2 separate regions of the Gossypium arboreum genome follow, and region 1 is linked to region 2. A link is a contact called in public Hi-C data. All regions are on one chromosome and are shown on one strand. Each heading gives the region's core, a stretch centred on a gene start, on an enhancer-like site or on the middle of the called end of the contact. The rest is flanking DNA. Distances are from core to core; before and after follow the strand shown. Region 1 holds the start of LOC108454340 (ABC transporter B family member 26, chloroplastic-like). Region 2 holds the start of LOC108455721 (40S ribosomal protein S17-like).

Evidence for each region. A called contact is a pair of places that touch in the nucleus more often than the background predicts.
Region 1: a contact with region 2 is called in a Hi-C map of leaf, with 2.8 times the contacts expected there. The contact joins the promoter of LOC108454340 here to the promoter of LOC108455721 in region 2. A contact is called at or near these places in 2 of 5 Hi-C or Micro-C datasets (both in leaf).

Annotation. Positions count from the first base shown.
Region 1 is chr9:10,889,037-10,894,180 of ASM2569848v2, reverse strand. LOC108454340 (ABC transporter B family member 26, chloroplastic-like) reads right to left here and starts at 2,157. Exons shown (of 18, transcript XM_017752769.2): 1 at 1,503-2,157; 2 at 1,279-1,406; 3 at 1,146-1,188; 4 at 881-925; 5 at 556-678; 6 at 366-469; 7 at 153-207; 8 at 5-75. The coding sequence starts at 1,850.
Region 2 is chr9:10,631,004-10,635,670 of ASM2569848v2, reverse strand. LOC108455721 (40S ribosomal protein S17-like) reads right to left here and starts at 1,578. Exons shown (of 1, transcript XM_017754259.2): 1 at 746-1,578. The coding sequence starts at 1,368. The coding sequence ends at 943.

The DNA.
Region 1 (5,144 bases), core at 908-3,407, 260 kb before region 2:
TTGCCTTTCAACTTCTTCTCCTTCTGTTCCATAAGCCCGGACAGTTCTCATCAAAGAAAGTGTTTCTTGTGCAACCTACATTAAGATACTGGTTATATTAGAATGTTACTTGACTGGCATAACTCTGGCAGCAATCTGAAGTCATGTTTTACATTGTTGGCACATGCATTGAACTCTTGCATTAACTTTGCAGCTCTCTTTTGGTACCTACCAAAATCATCAGCAATGCTAGTTCAGCATATGCATAATAAGTACACCACATAATCATATAAAGAAAAGCAATCTACCATAAACTGAGATCCAGAAATAAGCTAAGAGGGATAATTCAATAGCTTAATTAAGGTGAAAAGAGAGAGAATTCTCACCGGCCATAAATGGAAAATATTATAGCAAGAACAGAGCATATAATCAAAGTTGGTAATGTAAGTGGCCAAGATAAAGTCAGTAAATTTATCAAAGCACCTGTTCCCTAAAAATCCAAAAGGAATTAAGTTATCAAACTCTACCCGGAAACAAAAATTCACAGCAAGCATAATATTAAAAAAAAAAAAAAACCTGAATAGCATTGCGGATTATCAGATGGATATCATTCCCAATAACATGAGAGAGCCGTTGACAATCTGATCCAAGCCTACTCGTCAAACTACCAACTGTTTCCATGTCAAAAAAGGATATATCCTACATCAAAAGCACCAGCAGCAGATAGTGGTTTACTACAAACCAATACAGGTAAGTGTCCAACACAGATATGTTGAACTTTTTTTCTAGTTTTCCACGCATTTGAAGGGTGTTTAGATGGTCGAACCTATACCCCAAGTATCATCATCATCATAATTCACAACCCCAAGTACTACAAACAATTCTCAAATAGATCACGAACCTGAAAAACAAGATATGCATATAAGCTTCGCCTAAGACGCTTAACCTGCAATTAAAGTATTGCAGTCAGAGAAAAAGGGAAATGAAAATATAAGGTTGTGTTTATTTACTACTTTTTAGCAAATAACTAAAATGAATGATAAGAAGCTAAAAATTGAAATATAATAGTTCAATATACCAAAAAAATAACAATAAAGACTTTCCCCCTTTATTTTGCAAAGCAAAAGCGTAAGTAGCACTAAATTTATGTAAAAAAAATTTCTTACCAAGATTGTATTTGCCATGGCAAAGCAGCCACTTCGCAAGCCACTGCAATTCACATAAAAGAGAGAAATAAAATTTCAAACAATTCACTCAAATAAACGAAAGCAAATAACATTTACAAGTTTTATAAAATACCTGCAAATTCCTGAGATAATTAACAGTAAAATCAACATCCGCGAGCTTCTAAAAAACGCTGCGGACTCACCACTGTTAGCAGAAAATACCGACGCCGCCAATATCCTAGGCATCGAAATCTCCGAAACCTGGAATTTAACTCTTTTTTTTTATTTTAAAATAGAGAAATAAGAAATTCATTTTAAAATGCTAAAATTTTCAATTGAGTTATGAATTTTACGAACAGCAGCGATGAACAAAGCACCGAGCGCGAGAAAAACAATCCAATTATCGTCTCCGATCAAACCCCATATTCGCTTAAGAGCCATCGAAACAGTAACAGGCTTCGCCGTAGAGGATTCCGAAGCTTGGACACCGGGAAGGTTCCACCAGCTGCCACGTGCCTGGACGGCTCCCAAATGACCGGAATATTTTCCGGGAAGAATTTCTTGGAAATCGGCATTGTAATTTTTGGTTGGAGTTGGAGACCAGAGACGGTGTCGTTTCACTGTCGTGAGATAGAGCGGAGAGTGGAGTCTGGTTTTTAGGTTGAGAATAGAGTAAGAGGGGGAAGATGAAAGAGAGATGGGCATGGTGGTGGTAAAATTAGAGAAAGGGAAAGGGTAAATTTGGAATATCTAGGATCAAAATCATAAGTATCTGTTTTCGAAATGGAGAAGCTAATCTTCTCTTGAGAGCTTGAGCTTGCTTCTCAGAGCAACGCAGCCAAGGCGCCAATGGGTCACAAAACGGCTCGCTTCAGCACCAAGAGAACTCCTTTTTCTCTTTATGTTCGATACACTCCGAACTCTTGCACCAAGTCGGATTTCTATTCACAATACTGTAATATGAGATTAAATAAAATAAGATAAATGAAATTTTTTATCTCACTTCGATGCATGGAACAAATTTAATGTTAAATGAGATGAGGAGTTATATTTTATTATTTTAATTTAATTTAATAACTTTTCTTGAGTCTAGTAAAATAAAATTTGAGTCGAATCGAATTGATTGAAATTTTTCAATTAAATTAAAAATTAAATATATTAAATTAAAATTTTATTACCATATAATTAATTTGATGTACATAAATTTGAAATCATATATATTAAAAATTTTTCAAAGTAAAATAATAAAATATTAACATACTCTACTATGATATACTTGAATCATTAATTAACTTATTTAGGTCTAATTATTATTTTAGAAAATTTTAAAATTTTACTCTATATTTTTTAAAAAATTATAATTTTTTAAAATATAAATTTTAAATTTTGAAAATTATTTTGGATTTTTGTAATTTTTTAGAGATTAACAAATTTGCTCATTTTCAAAATTGGCAAGGACTAAAAGAGTATTTACACCAATCTATTACTAGAATTATTCGAATTGTAAAATTCAACTCGGCTCGAACTCAAAACTCGAATTACTTATTTGAGTTGACTTGAAAAAGTCAAAATTTGATTTTTTATTTTATTTTTCGAATCAAATCAAATCGAGTTTTACTCATCCCTATTTAAATTGAGTTAATTTCAAGTTTTAGGATTATAAATTTAGAAAATAAACTCCAACAGAGCATTCTATTGATTTAATATCTAATTTAACCTCATTCGAGACTAATCACAAGTCTATTAAGTAATTGGAATGTGTAGAGTAGTCTACTTTTTTGGGTCAATATTTTAATATGTTTCGGCTCCTTTCAATGAATACTAGCTTGTATCATCCTATATCGGTTGGTACAAAATTTTGATATTTTAAACTATTTTTTTATTTTTTTATTTTAACCATTTTAATTTTTCTATTATTAAATTTAAAATTAAAAGCTATTAAATTAAATTATTGAACTTAATTAATAATTGAAAACTTATATTTACATAGAAATATATTTATATGTATATAATTGGGATATATTTGTATGTATATATAATTTATAATTTATTTTTATCAAAATAATATATAATTTATTAAGAAACTAAAAGTGAGATTATAAATATATATGCGATAAATATTTAAAATATCAATAAACTCAAAATAATACATCAAAACATGTCGGTCTTGTTGAATTAAAATCCTCAATTATGAGCACATATGTATAATATATAATATATAATGCAATTATAAAGTGTAATACAATATTAAGTAACCAATTATGTTATAAATATTATAGGAATTAAAGTGTCATGGAAATAATATGTAGATGTCATAAGTAGTACTTATAATTTGATAAGGGGCCAAATTATAAATACCCAATGCTGATTTAATAATCAGTTATTTAAAAGAGGTAGTGGTCCCCAAGAAATAATGATATCTCATTTTTTTTCCATTATCATCACAGTGAATTATATAAAGAGAAAAACTATTTTCTTAGAAGATTAAAACCTTCTGGGTAATCTCCAATAATGGATTCAAGTACGCTTCCGCATTTACTTTTGTTTTTGGTTTATTCTTGATGATCTAACATGACAAAGTTTGATTTATTAAGTTTTATATCAAAATTTTACGGTTCTAACAATTGGTATTAGAGCCTTGTCATGTCGAATCATTGGGAATTAATTAAGTTTCTATTTTTTTTGGAATGATTGGTTCATAAAATTTTATGGGTTTGATATTTTGATTTGATATTTCGATTATATATATATTGACTTCTTTGATATCTATGAAGTATGAAGTATAAAGGTCAAGAAAATGTAAGGGAATAAATTATGGAGATGTTTCATATTGCTTCAAGATATAAGACACTTAAGATTAATTTTTCTGAGGAATTGTTTGTTTTTATGGTTTTGGTATCGCTTTCTGCACAATTTAACCAATTCAAAATTAGTTAAAACTATCAATAAGATTAATGGGATCTAAATTAGCTCATTTCTCATTGTGTGAAATAGGAAGAAAGGTTGAAGTATGATAAGTCTGAAAGTGTTCATTTGGCTAGTGCCTCTAAAGATAAGAGCAAGAAAATAAAATATCAGAATGAAACTACTAAGGGTCTAGCTAAAAAGAAACAATAAGAAGTTACAAAGGATTGTTTCTTTTGTAACGAGTCTAGACACGTGAAGAAAGAATGTGTCAAATATCATGTCTGGCATGTAAAGAAATGTATAATTCTTACTTTGGTATGTTCTAAGGTTAATTTAGCTTCAATATCTAAAAACACTTGGTGGATAGATTTTGGTGCTACTACTCACATAAGTGTTTCTATGTAGATTTGCCTGAGCTACTGAAAGCCAAGTGATGGTGAAAGACACATCTTCGTGAGCGATGGAAAATCGATGAAAATGGAAGCAATTGGACATTTTAGGTTGTTATTAGGAACTAGTTTTTATTTGGATTTAAAAGACACTTTTATAGTACCATCTTTTAGGTGTAATTTAGTTTATGTTTCTTTGTTCGACAAATTTGGATATTATTATTCATTTGGAAACAATTAGTTTAGTTTGTCTTTAAATTCAAATGTTGTTGGAACTGATTATTTAAATGCTTATGAAAACCTTTGTCTGCTAGATACAGTTGCATCCTATAATGAAATCTTGCATGTAGAATCACGTGATATTAAACGAAAATTAAATAAGAAAAATTCAACATCATTATGACATAAGCGCTTAGGTCAAATCTCAAAAGGTAGAGTTAAGCGCCTTGTGTCTAATGGCATTTTAGAGTCGCTTAACTTCATAGACTTTGATGTCTGTGTTAATTGCATCAAAAGAAAACAGACCAAAACCAAAAGATTGGGCGCTAATAAATCTTCAAACGTCTTAAAATTAATTCATATTGATATTTGTGAGTCATTTTCTACGACATCCTAGAATAGTCAACAATATTTCATAATATTCATAGAAGACTTGTCACGTTATAGGTAATTCAAATCCTCTGATAATATTTAAGTGCCCTTA
Region 2 (4,667 bases), core at 329-2,828:
ACAGGAACCTCCATTAGATGACTAAGCTAATCTATCATTGTCTGATCTACTCTAAAGAACCGCAAGAGATAAAATGCAAGTATTTGCAGGGAGAGAACAAACAAGAAATAAGGAAGAAGAAACTGCCGAAGCTCTACCGCTAATCTACAAACAGTTACATGAATGCATTATAAGGTTGTGAACTTTCCAAGAATTCTAATCATAGATGTATACACAAAATTGAGTTCATTAACGACTTCTAAAGACACATTCCAGTTCAAAACTTCCAATGTTACAAACTCAACCACTAATTAAAATAAGTGATAAATCTGCAAGCAGATGTGACAAACCAAATGTTTTTTCAGTTTTTATTCATGTTCAAATCCAACCATGATCAGGGAATACAAAGATAAAAGAAAGATATGAGCCCAAGGATTCTGCAAGTTGGCTTAATGAAAAACCCACCATTTCCATGGATGCCTTTCCCACAGCACAAAGAATACAACTTTAAAATTGAACCATACAATCTTTTAGTTTCTTGCTCACAATTGCCATTAAAAATTGCTGAACATGAACATGTGATTGAAAACAAAATAACCAGAATTGGGATTCTTTACCTCAACTTTTCACCTAATGAATAAAATCCCAAAATTGGAATCGAAAATGGGGCGTTATTCTCAAATTCACCATTTCAATCAATCAACATAATACCTCAGTATACAAAAATGAAATTCAAAGAAAAAATAAAATAAATGGCAATCAACAATCGCAGAAACTAAAAAGTTTCTCATTTTCAAATGCTTTTAAAAAGAAAGCGCACATCAAACTCAACAAATTCCAGTACCATTTAACATAAAAACTAATATTGTTCCAACAAGAACCACAAAATTTAAATACTACCCAAAAAATAAAACATAATGAACTTAAAATTAAGAACCCATCAAATAGACGGACACTAACCAATTAAAACCTCCTTCCGGGTCCACCACCACGGCCGAACCCGATTTGAGGAACAACGGCGACTGGATCAACCTTAACAAGCCCCGGAATATCAGACATCCCAAGAACCGAAAGCATATAAAGAGTTTCCTTATCAACTTCGATTTGGTCGACCTTGATGGCCGATTCATCGGGGACGAAATCCATGCGGCGCTCACGCTCTTCCTCTTGGAGCTTCAAGGAAATGCCGCGAACCGGACCCCTCTGGATCCGTTTCATCAAATGGGTCGAGAAGCCGGCGATCTTGTTGCGGAGCCTCTTGGATGGGATAATGGCAACTTCTTCGATGATCTTCTTGTTAGTGTGGAAATCGAGGGTCATGCGAGAGTAGTAGCGCTCGATGACCTGACGGGAGGATTTCTTCACTGTTTTGGTACGGACGCGGCCCATTGCTTGGATCTGTGGCGGTGGCGGTGGCGGTTGCGGTGGCGGTGGCGGCGGCGGAGAGTTGGGCGGGGATTTGCGGAGGTGGAAGAGCAATGAAGGGCTAGGGTTTTCAGAGTGCGAAAGTAGGGTTCATATATATATGGGTGATGAAATTTTTGACCTTTTTCTATAGTAGTGTAAAAGTGCAACGAATTTTCTTTTTCGTTTTTAGGGTAAACTCATTGTGACTCTAAAATATGGCTTTTGATTTTATTTTTTTTAATTTACCCACTCTAAATAAGAAATTTGTAAATTGGTCACTATGTTAAAATTTCTGTTTTCTAACGGATTGTTGATGTGGTACATTAGCACATTAAGTGACTAATACGTAATATTTTTTTATTGACTTTTGACTAAAATTTAGGGATCTCTCTATAATTAGTTTAAAAGTTTTTCCCAACTTTAGTCAAAAGTCAACAAAAAAGTACCAAATGTTAGACATTCAACGTGCTAATATGTCACATCAACATCCCCTTAGAAGAAAACAAAAGTTTTAACCGAAGTGATTAATTCACACAATTATCTTATTTAGAGTGACTAAATTAAGAAAAAAATTGGAGTCATTAAAATAAGATAGACCCTATTTTAGAATGACCATGGGCGTAATTTGCCCTTATTCTTATTATTAGTATACCCGAATTTGTTATAGTCCCCCTGTAATACTCTAACCGCCCCATGAATTGATTATTCCTAAGTGAGTCATAAAGGGTATAACAAACATACCTTGTCTCCACATTGGATCAAGAACGGGATCAGAGGGAACAAAAACAGCTAATTTATATAGAGCCATTGAGTCGGCCCAACCAGCAACCAGAGCCATATGCGTTATATGAATTAGTCGTTTTTGATCCCTTCGATCCCGTTCTTGATCTAATGTGGAGGCAATGTATGTTTGTTATACCCTTCATGACTTGTTTAGGAATAATCAATTCATGGGGCGGTTGGAGTATTATAGGGGGTTATTGAGTTAATTGCACTATGCATTCCCAAAGCATGACCCTTATTTTAAATTGGTCCCCAAACTTCAAATCATTCTAATTACATCTCAACCTATTGAGATTATATCAATTAGATCTCTTTGTTACTAAAATTGTTAATTTAACTATTATATTATATGTGAGATCGTATTTGACATAATTTAAAATGAAAATTTAAGAAAAATGAATATTGTAAAAATGAATCTTGTAAAAATATTTGTTAAGGTTTTCGAAACTTCTACAAAGGCTTTGTCATTCACTTTCTCTTTTTAAATTTTACTTTATTTCTAGTTTTTACTTTTAAAAGTTATGCGGCAATGTTTTTTCTAAAAAATTTCATTTTAAATTTAGCTACATATAATTTATCATGTCATTTAATGATGAATTAATGATTTTAATAATGAAAGAACCTAATTAATATAATATCAATAATTCAGAGATATAATTAGAATATTTTAAATTTAAAGACTAATTTAAAATAACGGTCAAAAGTTGAGAATGTCTACTTCAATTAATTCATTAATATTTAATTAAAATTTGTTAATTAATTGTACGGAGAAATGTGAGATTTAGCTCTATTTTTCTGCTGAATCCAAATTTCATTATTGTAATTGGACTCGTTCATAGATCTACACTTAAAAAAAAAAAATTCCTAAGTTTAAATTTGATTTATTTTTACTGTTTATATATTAATATTATATATTACATATTTTTATAATTAAATTTAAATAAAAATATTTTAAAGCTTAATATCTCTTTTGACCTCTATATTATAACTAAATTATCATTTTAATATTTTATATAAATTTTTTATTAATTTGACCTCTATACTATCATTTTGTATATTCTATTATCATTTTTTTACTATATGCATTGTAGACTTTTGCTTCTTTTTTTTTTTTGCATATTTATATCTTTTTAACGTAATTTTAGAAATCCACTTCATGATTGGATTTATATGTAATTGTTTTTAATTATACAAAGGTGGTATGTTTGGATAAACACTATATTTGGTGAGTCCCACCAAATTGAGTATAATTGAAGCACCCTAATTACACATTTCAATTCTAAGGCAAGGGTGACAATTGTAGTATTTACGTAGATAATTATACAAATATCTAATTTTAAAATTATATTATAAGTTTGAACATGTATGAGAGCTTGGGATGGTTATGGAAAAATTCTTATATTATAAATCATAAAAATTATATTATAAAAATAATGTGTATTTTGTAAAGTTATAACTACAAATTATATTATTTGAATCTTAAAAGATTTCTAAAGTTATGATAAAAAATTATTTTATGTTGTAAAAGTGTTATGATATATTTATTTTAAAAGGTTATGACCAAGAAGTATGGACACAGGCTCGACCTTAAGGGTAGTTTGAGTGTGCTGCTTGCCAGGGCAGTATGGAAGGGCCCAAAAATTCCAGCTTTTAACATGGATTAAAATTTTTAACCTTTTAAGTTTTTTTTGACGGATACTTCATTAGAGACCGGCAAAAAAAAAAAGTGCCCCATTTTTTTTATTTTATTACTAGTATATGTTTTTATTTTATTGTATTACATTTTATAATTTTTTTTAAAAAGAGCCATAATAATTTATTGTTTCGTCTAGGGCCCCCAAAATGTCAAGAATAAGCTTGTATGGACATAATTTATTTATATGTCCATACTATATATTATATAAATAACATAAATATTCATAAAAGAATCTTATAGTTTTTTTTTTTGGGTAGAGAAAAAACACTCCTATTAGCTAGGAATGGAGAAAAACAGTGTTTCCTTCATATAAGTGATCACGACTATCCTCTTCTAGCAGCCGTATAACATACTGTGGTGGAACTGAGAACAAGACTACTTAGTTTATCTTCCCTATTGCCGCCTTTGCCAAACAATCAATTACTTTATTACTTCCTCACCAAACATGCCAAACAAAGAATCTTATAGTTTTTATTATAATTTATTAATAAAATATAACTTTCAAAAGTTAAGAAAAATATATTATTTATAAGAAGCATTATGAAGGTTTTAGTCAATTCATATTTTTTATAAAAGTTATATATTATAAATTTTTATTTTTTACTTAATTTATGTATTATAAAAATATATAATTTAATATAAGTTTTTCTGTAAATTAAGTTTATATAAGTTTTTATAATTAAATGTACAAACTGTTTGGACTATAAACTCATATATTATAATGTTGATGCTAATTATGCAAATAAAAAAATATTTTCTTGTATCATATCGTGAGATATGATACAATTTGAGGGAATGGTGT